Linked DNA regions of Mus musculus: all the other regions are linked to region 1. A link is a contact called in public HiChIP or PLAC-seq data. All regions are on one chromosome and are shown on one strand. Each heading gives the region's core, a stretch centred on a gene start, on an enhancer-like site or on the middle of the called end of the contact. The rest is flanking DNA. Distances are from core to core; before and after follow the strand shown. Region 1 holds the start of Rccd1 (RCC1 domain containing 1). Region 2 overlaps Crtc3 (CREB regulated transcription coactivator 3). Region 3 has its middle 27 kb from the start of Gm42398.

Region 1 (3,690 bases), core at 846-3,345:
AGCAGAGTCTTTGGGCATTGCTAGGGGAGCACCTGAGCTCAGGGCTCAGCCACCCGGGATAGGGCGGCACCTATGGATATGGAGACTCTGGTCATACGTGTCCTTCCACCTTCACCCCGCAGGCAGAAGATCCTGAAGGAGAAGGCTGTGCCCATGATTGAGGGCTACATGTTTGAGGAGCATGAGATGATCCGCCGCGCAGCTACCGAGTGCATGTGTAACTTAGCCATGAGCAAAGAGGTGAGCGTTGGTCTGGCCGGTCGCCATGACTGACAGGTGCCGGGGTTGGTCCGGTGGTTGCCATGACAGGTACCAGCAGCCCTGCCCTTCGGCTAGGCTTTGAACCCCGGTAGCATGGTCCTTGCCTCCATCTGTCCCAGGTGCAAGATCTCTTCGAGGCCCAGGGCAATGACCGGCTGAAGCTGCTGGTGCTGTACAGCGGCGAGGATGATGAGCTGCTGCGGAGGGCGGCTGCTGGGGGCCTGGCCATGCTCACCTCCATGCGGCCCGCACTCTGCAGTCGTATCCCTCAAGTGGTGAGTACCTGGTCTGGGCGGGGGAGGCTGAAGGAGCTAGCAGTTCCCTACATGGTGGTATGGCTGTTGTGTCGGGGAGTTCCTAGAGCGTAGATGTGGTTTCTGCCAGTCTTCACATCCGCCCGTTTCCTACAGACCACACACTGGCTGGAGATCTTGCAGGCCCTGCTCCTCAGCCCCAACCAGGAGCTGCAGCACCGGGGCACCGTGGTGGTGCTGAACATGATGCAGTCTTCGAAGGAGATCGCCGGCACCCTGATGGAGAGTGAGGTCCTGGAGATCCTGTCAGTGTTGGCCAAGGGCGAGGAGAGCCCAGTCACCAGGGCTGCCGCAGCCTGCCTGGAGAAAGCAGTGGAATATAGACTCATCCAACCCAACCAGGACGGAGAGTGACGATCGGCCCGGGGCCCACAGCTCACGCATCTGTCACCCTTCACAGCTCTGAGTCAGCACTGGGATGCTCGATACTTGCCTCGCCTCCACAGCTGCCACAGTTGCACTTTGGTGTTCTCAGGACACACAGCATACAGCCCTGCCCTGCCAGCACTCAGGAGGGCCCTGTCTGTACTGTAGAGAGCTGAGGCTGGGGGACGTACATCCCATTCAAGCCTGAGGATTATGGGCATCAAGAAGGAAGGACACAACAGCATCCTCACATGCTGGGAGCATCATCAGAGCCTGCCAGCAGGCTCACCCCGCTAATAAATTCTGTGGAACTAAAGCATCTGTTTGTTGTTGTAGGCGGGGCTGCTGAGGGTGGGACACTCAGGAGCAACAGCTGGACATCAGCAAAGTGTGCTGTAGAGCGCTGTTGCTGTAACAGAAGGAAGCCAGTGGGCCCATGGAGAACCTTTGTAGACAAGGCCTTAATATGGGTAGGACAGGCTGGCTTCAAACTGATAATCCTTTCTCAACCGTTAAGAGTTGTAGGAATTACAAGTGCCAACACCCACGCTGGTTTCTTTCTAAATCCTGGTGAGTTAGCCTAAAGCTTAGGAAGCTGATCAAATTTCAGTGTCTTTTTTTTTTTTTTTTTTTTTGTTTGTTTGTTTGGTTGGTTTTTTCTTTTTCTTTCTTTCTTTTTTTTTTTTTTTTTGGTTTTTTTTCGAGACAGGGTTTCTCTGTATAGCCCTGGCTGTCCTGGAGCTCACTTTGTAGACCAGGCTGGCCTCGAACTCAGAAATCCGCCTGCCTGTGCCTCCCGAATGCTGGGATTAAAGGCGTGCGCCACCACTGCCCAGCTTTTTTTTTTTTTTTTTTTTTCAGTGTCGTTTTTTTATGCTGGTCCTTGGATACATTTGTCATGATATTGTGAGTTTTCTGTGATCTCTACCCAGTCTGTGTTTGGAATTTGGGGTCAGTGTGCGCTTCCCTCGGGGAAAATACATTTTTCTGTAACTCTGCCAGGTTGAAGGAGAAACAGGACTCAAATAGATTCCCTATATGGCTAGGAACACCGGTTTCTTAGAGGCTGGAGTCCAGGCTTGGCACTCATTGGCTCAGTACAAGTAAGTGACAGAGCCTGGGCCAATCAGTGAAGGCACTAGTACTACAGCTTCCTGTTTGGCCCTCAGTCCTGCGCTTGTTCAGTAGTGAACGACCTCCTTCCTTGTTCAAAGGGAATGGAGGGTGTCAGGGCTTGGTCTTCGCCCGCCGTTTCCCTCGGATCGTCAAGAGTATCCATTCATTCAGTGGTTCCAACCGCGTCCACTGCTGTTGGCGCGCACAGGAGACTTCAGCCTACTGCCTGGTGGCAGGTAACCCGGCGCATGTGTGCCGGTCAGGCGCGCCCCAGTGGTGACGTCACCGCTCGTGCCTGCGATTGGCTCCGAAAAGCTGGCGCACCGAATGACCGCGTTGCTTGGCGCGGAGGCCCTTAAAAAGTGCTTTACTCCGCCGGCCATCTGTTCCCCGAGCCATACATTACTATGCGCTGCTCACTTTCAAGGTTTCCTGCTTAAAGGGCTTTCCTGATGAGTTGAGGGTACAGGCTAATGGGAAGATGAAAGATTCCTTTGGTTGGGGATCCAGGAGCTGTAGTCTCAGATCTGACTTAAGAGGCTCGAGAGTGTCTGTAAAATTCTGATCCATTCGAGTGAAGTGGCGTTGCATTTTGAACCGCGCGACTGTCTCCCAATTTCAGCCTGAGCTCCCTGGGACCCATAGTCATCACATTAAGTCAAAGGAAAGGCGCAGCAAAGACTTCTTGAATAAACGACCGAGTAAGGTCCAGTGGAAATTGTCCAAATGCCTCTGAAACCCGGTAAGAGCCAATGGTCATTTTCGTCGTTAAATTCTACTGTGTAAACTAAGCTAGGACTGTTTACACTTAAATTTTGATTTGTATTTATTGCAAACAGTTCTGCTAGGTAGATACAAGCAGTGCTGTCCCCACTCGCCTTGTAAAACTGAAGTTGTGCAATAGGATCCAGGTGCACAGGCACGCCCACCTAGGTCCCAGGTGTTTATTCTTCTTGTTGGGACGAGGCTTATAAATCCATAGGACACGGCTCAGCTCCACACTTGCTGTGTGATTGGGAGTCTAGAGAAAAATGGAGTCAATTTGAATGGAGACTCGGGGTTAAAGTTCTCAAGGCTAAGAGACTGGAGCTGTGGGCCTCAGATCCTAGTGTTGTATCTGATCTCCCACGTACATGCCTCACAGTTCCCTTGTGGTAATAGAAATAAGTTCTGGGTTGCAAAGAAAGAGACCACTGTTAAGGCCTAGATGGAAGGTTAAGGCCTAGGTAACCGTTACCTGGACAGCCTGCCATTATAAAGAAACTTTCTCATGTTTGTGCTGTTCCTAAGGAACTTTCTAATGCTAAGATTGATTATATAGTTATGTTCTGTGCCCTTGAAACCAATCACGATAGAAGTCAGTAGAACGACTTTGTATAGTTACCCTTGGACCCGAAACAACCACCCTGCAGCACTTTCTGCACCTGTGTATAAGCTTTTATAGTGTAAGCTGCCCCTGGGATGGGCCCCAAGGTAAGAGAGTCACCTGAGCCAATATAAGGAACTATTTGGAATAAGACTTTCATTTTGGCTGGGCAGTGGTGGTGCACGCCTTTAATCCCAGCAGTTGGGCGGCAGAGGATTTTAGAGTTTGAGGCCAGCCTGGTCTACAAAGTGAGTTCCAGGACAGCTA
Region 2 (3,690 bases), core at 690-3,189, 320 kb before region 1:
AGAAGTCTGCAGAGACAGGAATCATGGAATCATGGAACAGGTTCTAAAATATTACACATAATCCCAGTTTCAGATACTTGAGATATCAGTGACTTAGGTACTGAAAAGTCCATTTGTATTTAGTGACAAGGAAAGGCTGTGGTGCCCTGGGAGTTTCAGTGGAGTGGACAGGGCTGGGAGTTGAGAGCTGAGCAGGGTACTGAGGAGGTGTGGCTGCTCAGACTGCTTGGAGGGAGAATGGTGAATCCTTCTGTCCTGCCCCTCCCCCAGCTTCACGCGTGAGAGCCTTCCTTGGCTGGGCTCATGTGCTCATGGGAAGAGCCAATAGAGGAGAAAGAGGAAGAAGTGTGTGTGTGGGGGGGTGGGGGGTGAGATCCTGGCCCTGTCAAGGGCTTAGAGAAACCGTGGTCTGTGGGGGAAACTACCCCACTGAGGATATGGACAAGTGAAAGATAGCAAAGAAACAGTGTCGCAGTCCCAGCTCTCCAGAGGCTGGAGCAGAAGGATTACTGAAGAAAAAAGAAGACAGGAGGAGGAGCAGCTGTAAACAAAACTGAAGGTGGAATCAGCCCAGGGATTTAGTGAAAGAGTGAGAATGTTTAAAGAGCAAGACCAACAAGGTAGCCCAGCTGTTAAAGGATTGCTGCCATGCCTGATGATTGAGTTCAGTCAGCAGAACACGCATGGTGGAAGGAGAGACCTGAGTCCTGAAAGTGCTCTGACCACTACACGTGGGCTGTGGCATGTGTGCTGCCCTCCACACTACCCTGTCCTACCTTCACATAAAAGTAAATACCTATTTTTAAAAAAGTAACATTAAAAAGCAATTGCTGAGGACATGGACTCAGCTCAGTAGCAGGACCCTGAGTTTAATCCCTAGTATTGAAAAAAAAATTAAAAAATAAAAAGTGGGTTGGAGTAATTCAGTAAACCCAGGAAGACGTGGGTTCAATCCCCGGAACACTCATAAAAGCCAGGTGTGCTGTGCTTGTAATCTGGGCCCTGAAGAGCTGGAGTCACTGGCCAGTCTGCTTAGCAAGTTCCAGAGCAGTGAGAAAGTCTTTCAGAAAAGAGCGGTAATGGACCAGAGGTGCCTCCTCACATGCACACACAGCTGCATCAGTCCATATACATTATAGCCAGCTGTAATGTATACCATGTTACTATCCGTGCTAAAAGAGAAGAGTAGAAGTAAGGTCCGCTCCCACTTGCTGTGCTTACACAGTCGTTCATTGAAGGGCTCATGCAGCCATTACCCTGGCTGTCTATCAGGAAGCAAGAAGGGGAAATGGGATCAGCGGTGTCTCACACTCTCAATCTTTATATTTTTCATTTGTTGAGAGTGTGAATAAATACTTATTTTCTTTTTGAAACAGTGTCTCGTGTAGCTCAGACTGCCTTCAGTTTGCTGTGCAATTGAGGATGACCTTGAACTGTTTTGGGGTCCACCTCCTACCTCTGTGTGCTGGGAGTACAGCTGTGTGACCACCATGCCCTGTTACGGGGTGCTGAGATGGAACCAAGCTTTGTACATGCCAGGCCTGCACTTTACCGCCTGAGCTGTCTTCCCAGCTGTGGACCAGGATTTTCCCAGTTACTCTTGACCCTAAGTGCCCCTGACTTGTCTGTTCAGCAGCTAAGAAACAAACCCTTGCTTTTAGTCTGAGAGAACTTTGCCTTTATTTGACTCTGCCTACTGGGACCAGCATCCTCCGGGAAGCATTTCTGCATCCCTGGGTCAGGGAGGAGGTGTGCATGCCATCTGCTGCACCTGGTCCTCTGCTTCAGCTTCAGCTTCAGCGAATGGGCTTTAAGGTTGGCTTATAGCCCCAGAAAGAAGAGCAAGCCAAGGTTAGCATCCTCATTAAGCTGACACTCACCCTGGCTCTCTCCACAGCCCAGCTATGACACAAACCAGTGACAGTCAGTGCGTCAGCTTGTCACCCCATCACTATTACAAATGATTCCCAGAAACTATAAAACCTCAAATATTCCCCCAAGTAAGCAGAAGTAAGAAACACAGAAAGTCAAAGTGGGGGACAGGGTTCTAGCTTCCTCATTTCATTCCAGTGTTGGAACAAATGGTGAAATGGTTGCACGGATTAGCGCACTTTATATATGTCACACAGGTTAGCACACTTTATATATGTCACACAGGTTAGCACACTTTATATAAGTCACAAGGGTTATAGCACACTTTATATATGTCACAAGGGTTAGCATACTTTATATACGTTACAAGGGTTAGCACACATCATGTTCTTCGTTCCATGCTGATTGTGACTTTCACTTGAAGCATCAGATGAAATAATAATAATAAAATCACCTCAGAGCATTCAGATCCTGGATGAGGGAATAAAGTTCAGGGGCAGAGTCCTTGCCTAAAACTTGTACTGAGACCCTGGTGTCCCCACTGTCACAAAGAAGAGAAAGGAAAACAGCTCATTATATAAACAAAGACATTGAAGTTCCACAAATATACCAGCTCCACTCTCCGCCATTTCTCTGTACCCATTTTCAGTGTAGCAAGCAAAGTAGATGGTCTGCCCCCCGAGGGCTGTGTTAGGGAGGACACCGCGTCAGCACTCAGCTTTCCCTCATGAAAATCCCTGGGTGCTAGATGTTTCAACCCAGACTGGGGGCCTTATACACCACTGTTCTGTGGTCTGGACGGTCACTGCTAGTGAGCCTGTGAGAAGTCAGTGAAGGGTCACTTGTCAGCTTTCCTTACGGTGGCTCAGGAGCTCCTAAAGTCTGTGGGCTGGACTGTGTGACAAGTGAAGCCAGTTGTACTGGGCTCGGTTCTCCCTTCCACGTGGAGGCAGAAGCCGGGGCTTCAGATAGGAGGCAACTCCGTCCAGGTCCTACACGTTTGCCTATTTGGCAAAGATTTCAAACCAATTTAACTCAGCTATAAGTAAGCAACCAGATCCAGTTTTGGTTAAATGGAGAATTCAGGAAAGAGGGAAGGAGGAAAGAAGGAAGGGGAAAAAAAAATTAAAACAGAAACTTACATTCCCAAAAGAATCTGGTTCTCCAGACCTGTTCTCTCTGGGTAGCTTGGTTCCTCGTGGGGACAACTGACTGTAAATCTTTAGCAGCCTGTCATCTGAGCAGATGCCCTCCGGAGACAGGGACTGCTTTGAGGACACTGCAGCTGGGCTAGAAGCTGTTTAACAGAGGACCGCACTCTGAGGATATAGTATATCCTCATGTCCATGGGCCCTGGAGGAGGCAAGATAGCTGATGGTAAGGGTGCTTTGCGTGTGGGTTGGCTGCCCTAAACAGTCATCACAAGTTGTAGTGACTTGTGTGTCTCACGAATCACAAGCAAGCAGCCGGGCGAGGACAGTATCCGATGCTCTTAAACCAAAACAGGATGCGAGGGTTACAGGGTTTTATTTAGCCCAATATCTGTATTTAGAATGATCATGTGCTACATTAGCTGACTGTTCCAGACTGTATTCTTTCCCGACACACGTTTTCTTGGACTTTACTACTTCCTTTGTGAAAGTAAAGACTTGTTTGTTCTTTGTTCATTGTTTTCCCAGTGATGGGATCAAACCCACCGTGCTCGGCGACTGCCCTGCCCATCAGCTGCATATCCTTATTTTGAGTCAGTACTGGGCCAGGGAGGTGGCTCAGTGAGTAAAGGGGCTTCCTGCCAGATCTGACGACCTGAGTTCCATC
Region 3 (3,690 bases), core at 656-3,155, 260 kb before region 1:
GGTGAGAAACCATCCCTCAGTATTGGCCTTCCATGCCCACAGTTCTCAAGGGTTCAGGTGGGCGCGTGGCTGTTGCCCTTATGCCGAATCCCTGTGCCTGGCATAGAGTCGGAGCTCAGTCACTACCTCCCTGCTGCTAAGCTCTTTCTGTGGTCACAGTTGTCACCCCAGTGCTCCAGCTGCTGAGTAAGCCATTCTCTCCACACTCAATCCAGCCTGAGCCCCAGTGGGACACTCAGAAGCCCCCACTCTGGCTCCCTCCTCACCCCTGCTCACCCAGCAGCCCCGTCTACACTCAACAGAGTGGTGCTTTTTTTCCATATTTTCTGCTCATTCTTTGAGAATTTCATACATCTCTGCAGTGGATACTGGTTAAACAACACACCCCATGCCCCCTTCACCTCCTAGACCTCACCGCCACCTCCCTCCCCCCACACCAATTCATCCTTTTATAGCCCATGGGGTTCAGTGAGCACTGTCCTTAGCCACTGGGACACGGGCATCCTAAAGGATCACGTCCACTCAGAGGGACAGATTTTACTTCATCTTTCTGCACCTCTGAAATGAAACAAACACCTTCCATGTCATGATACTGGGTTGTGGGAAGTGAACTTGCACAATTCAAGAATTTAGAATTGTTCCTGGCACCAAGAATTCCATCAGCCGATGTCAGTTTTTTTAAGACCCTGGCTGGCCTGGAGTTCACAGGGATCCTCCTTTGCCTCTGACTCCAGCGCTGGAACTGAAGCCATGCCACACCTGGCAGTCAACATCATTTTTTACAACTATTTGTTACATGAATCTGTCCCTTTGAGGACAATATGTACTGATGCTTAGAGTACTGGGCTTGTACAACACTTGATTTGAAATGCCAAATATTAGCACTGGAGGGTTACTCTAAATGGGCTTCACTGTGCAGCTCTGGAAAGTAAGATTTGCAGTAAGATCTTGGGGCTGTGTCCCCATGTGAACACTAGATGGAGCTGAGGCTGTACGAGTGGTTCTAAGGACAGGGGAAACAACCAAAGAAAGAGAGCCACTTGATCCCCTGGGTCTCTGAAGATTGGCATCAGGAAGGACTGACGCCCACAGTGACAGAAGGCCATCAGCATCCTTAGTGACCACTACCAACGATCAGACACTGCACACCCACGTTCCTTCCAGCAACCTAAAAGAACTGCAGAGAGGCTCAGGGTCACCTATCTGCCAGTGGGCACGCAAGGCCCTGACCCTAAGGAGACTGACTCCACGACCTCCTGCTTTCTGTCTCTGTCCTTGCCATGGCACAGGATTCCCAAGGCTTCAAGCTACATCCTGAAGCCGGGCAAGCTGCTATACACATGGAAGCCGAATGCTTGGGAGGTGGGACAGATGTCCACGGCCAGCCTCAGCTATATGACAAGACTGAAGCCAGCCTGGGCTACATGATACCCTGTCTTAGAAATACATACATATATATACACGTATACATACATACATATATATGGAGAGAGAGAGAGAGAGAGAGAGGTGCTGGAGAGGGAACTCAGTGGTTAAGATCACTGACTGCTCTTCAGAGAACCCAGACTCAATTCCCAGCACCTGCACGGCAGCTCACAACCATTCAAGACTCCAGTTCCAGGGAGCCTATGCCCTTTTCTGGCCTCTGTAGGCACTGGATGCATTTTTTTTAATGTAAAATTTAAAAAAAAAAAAAAGGTGTTTTAAAGGGCTTTACTGGCCTGGGGAAGAAAGTGAAACCCTGAATTGATCTCTACCACTGTCCAGAAAGAAAGAGCCTTGTTTTTATAAATGTGCACATTCATGATCACAGATGCAAAACAGCGCCGAGCCACACCCCTGAGGCTAGGCTTTCAAGTGGTTGGAACCTGGAACTCCTAGAAATCACTGGGGCTGGCTGGTACCCAGGCAGCTTTGGTAGAGAGGTGTGCACCGTGGATGATAGAGAAAGGATCAGCGGTAGGGGAATGCGCCCCAGTAATAGTGTGCTTTTAAGAAAAAAAAATTCTGTTTAACAGAACAAAAGGAAATCTAGATGTGATGGGGAAAGTTACCAAGCCACAAAGAGTCACATGCTTTTTACGTCGCTAATACGTTTTTTCAAAGAACAATACTAAGTGCTTGACTTGTGCTTTTGACAGACTGGGACTGCGGACAGACAGACGGACAGACGGCATCTCCCGAGGACCCGAGTTTAGGAGAGGAAATGAGCTCGTCACCACTTCCGGGCTCCTTCCCCTCCCACATTTTATGAGTTTGAGTTTTCTCATTGTCAAGGCTTGCACTATTTACATCCTGTCCGGTAACCTTCGCTCCCACCATTGTTTGGCCGCTGTTCCGGGTGTGGACTCCGTGCTCTGGCCTGTCCTTGCAGAATGGGCTTCCCACTCCTCATCCCCCACCCATTCCTCCTAAGCCTTTGTCATCAGGGAATCTTTGCCAGAAGGGCTGAGCTAGTCCCAGCCACAGGTGTCTGGATTCTCTGCTGCCAACCTTGAAGGTTTTACAACAGCCTGATTTATGCCTGATGCCTGGGGGAAATTGATAGGGAAAAACAAACAAACAAACAAACAAGAAAAAAAACTACTGTGCTGCTATGCCTCCCAATATAAGTACGGGAGTCCTGACTCGGAGTTGGTGATGGATGGTTGAAGTGTTAGAATTTGGAACTAAAGAAAATAACCGGGCAGTCCTGACTCTGTGTGTGTGTGTGTGTGTGTGTGTGTGTGTGTGTGTGTGTGTGAGAGAGAGAGAGAGAGAGAGAGAGAGAGAGAGAGAGAGAGAGAGAGAGAGAGAGAGATGGTGCTGGAGGCTACTGAGCTGGGAACTGGGAAGTCAGAATTGATTTAGACAGTCCTTGCCTCTGGTTCACATATACCCGTGGGGAAGCAAGACTTCCCCATTGTGATGCACATGCCTGTAGCCTGAGCGCGTTGGAGGTGGAGGCAGGAGGATAGTGAATCTGAGGCTATCCTGGGCTACCTGAGGCTCTGACTCAAAAACAAAAAGGCCAAGAGAAAGAGAAAAATGCATCTCTGGAACTTTCCATTTTCTATTTCTGGGCTGTGATTGCCCACCCCTAACTACAATGGCAACACCATGGATAAAGACAGACTAACTGCTGACAACATGGGTAAGGACAGACTGCTTTTCCCTTGGGAGGGAGCAGGGAGAAAGTTGAATGGTTTTCTGAGTATCAACACGAGCCCCTGAAGTAGGAAATCTTAGCTGCTTCATGAAGCATCTCACAGGAGGGGCCCAAGAGAAGGAGACCCAGGGGCCAGAATCCATGGACACAGCAGCTGTAGGCTAGGCTTTGCAAACTGTCCACCAGTGTCTTCCTGTGATAGCAAAGGACATGCATTGCCCAAACCAGATCCTTCTGGGAGTGAAAAGAAACATCCCGACATCAGCCAGGACCATAGAAGCAAACAGGGTCCCCATTCAGGAGCAGACATGGGGCCTAAGCATATGGACTCTCTAGTGAGACACTGGGGTTAATGTCTGCCCTCCACCCTTTACTGTGAAAAAGAGGCAAGCTGGTGGTTGCTCTCTGCCTCAGTTTCTTTATCAGATAAAGAGAGGGACGCCCCACCTCCCCTCCCCATCACTACAGGATGAGCATCCTCCATTTCTGCTGTTAGTCTTTGGATTCTGTTGCTATTGTTATTTATTGTTAGCTATTGTTCT

What was found. HiChIP or PLAC-seq counts read pairs in DNA pulled down with a chosen protein or histone mark.
Region 2: an H3K27ac HiChIP or PLAC-seq map of microglia shows a contact between it and region 1, with 7 times the contacts expected there. The contact joins the enhancer-like site here to the promoter of Rccd1 in region 1. A contact is called at or near these places in 7 of 39 promoter capture datasets (the C10 cell line, the HPC-7 cell line, hematopoietic stem and progenitor cells and 3 more), 1 of 484 Hi-C or Micro-C datasets (bone marrow-derived macrophages), 6 of 115 datasets of contacts at active chromatin or transcription factors (bone marrow-derived macrophages, effector CD8 T cells, memory CD8 T cells and 2 more) and 3 of 9 other capture datasets (adipose tissue, liver and pancreatic islet).
Region 3: an H3K4me3 HiChIP or PLAC-seq map of bone marrow-derived macrophages shows a contact between it and region 1, with 8 times the contacts expected there. The contact joins the enhancer-like site here to the promoter of Rccd1 in region 1. A contact is called at or near these places in 19 of 39 promoter capture datasets (the 3T3-L1 cell line, 3T3-L1-derived adipocytes, the C10 cell line and 13 more), 2 of 15 datasets of contacts at CTCF or cohesin (CD8 T cells and the NIH/3T3 cell line), 16 of 484 Hi-C or Micro-C datasets (3T3-L1-derived adipocytes, B cells, the BV-2 cell line and 12 more), 19 of 115 datasets of contacts at active chromatin or transcription factors (CD8 T cells, the HPC-7 cell line, bone marrow-derived macrophages and 10 more) and 4 of 9 other capture datasets (adipose tissue, embryonic stem cells, liver and 1 more).

What each region holds. Positions count from the first base shown.
Region 1 is chr7:80,322,859-80,326,548 of GRCm38.p6, reverse strand. It overlaps Rccd1 (RCC1 domain containing 1), which reads left to right and starts at 2,095. Exons shown (of 9, transcript NM_173445.4): 1 at 2,095-2,799. Unc45a (unc-45 myosin chaperone A) reads left to right here. Exons shown (of 20, transcript NM_133952.2): 18 at 123-240; 19 at 381-536; 20 at 672-1,257. The coding sequence ends at 929.
Region 2 is chr7:80,638,285-80,641,974 of GRCm38.p6, reverse strand. All of the region lies in intron 2 of Crtc3 (CREB regulated transcription coactivator 3), which reads left to right. It overlaps Gm15880 (predicted gene 15880), which reads right to left. Exons shown (of 5, transcript NR_040343.1): 3 at 3,015-3,225; 4 at 2,327-2,413; 5 at 1-6. Among named protein-coding and RNA genes, the nearest start is that of Gm15880, 4.1 kb to the right of the region's middle. Within about 2 kb of position 1,939, at least 103 of the 459 cell types and tissues checked have an H3K27ac peak or open chromatin away from gene starts, as enhancers often do. A contact at or near this core is called in the HPC-7 cell line, bone marrow-derived macrophages, hematopoietic stem and progenitor cells and 4 more, where this site is marked.
Region 3 is chr7:80,581,551-80,585,240 of GRCm38.p6, reverse strand. No RefSeq gene overlaps it. Among named protein-coding and RNA genes, the nearest start is that of Gm42398, 27 kb to the right of the region's middle. Within about 2 kb of position 1,905, at least 113 of the 459 cell types and tissues checked have an H3K27ac peak or open chromatin away from gene starts, as enhancers often do. A contact at or near this core is called in B cells, CD8 T cells, the G1E-ER4 cell line and 14 more, where this site is marked.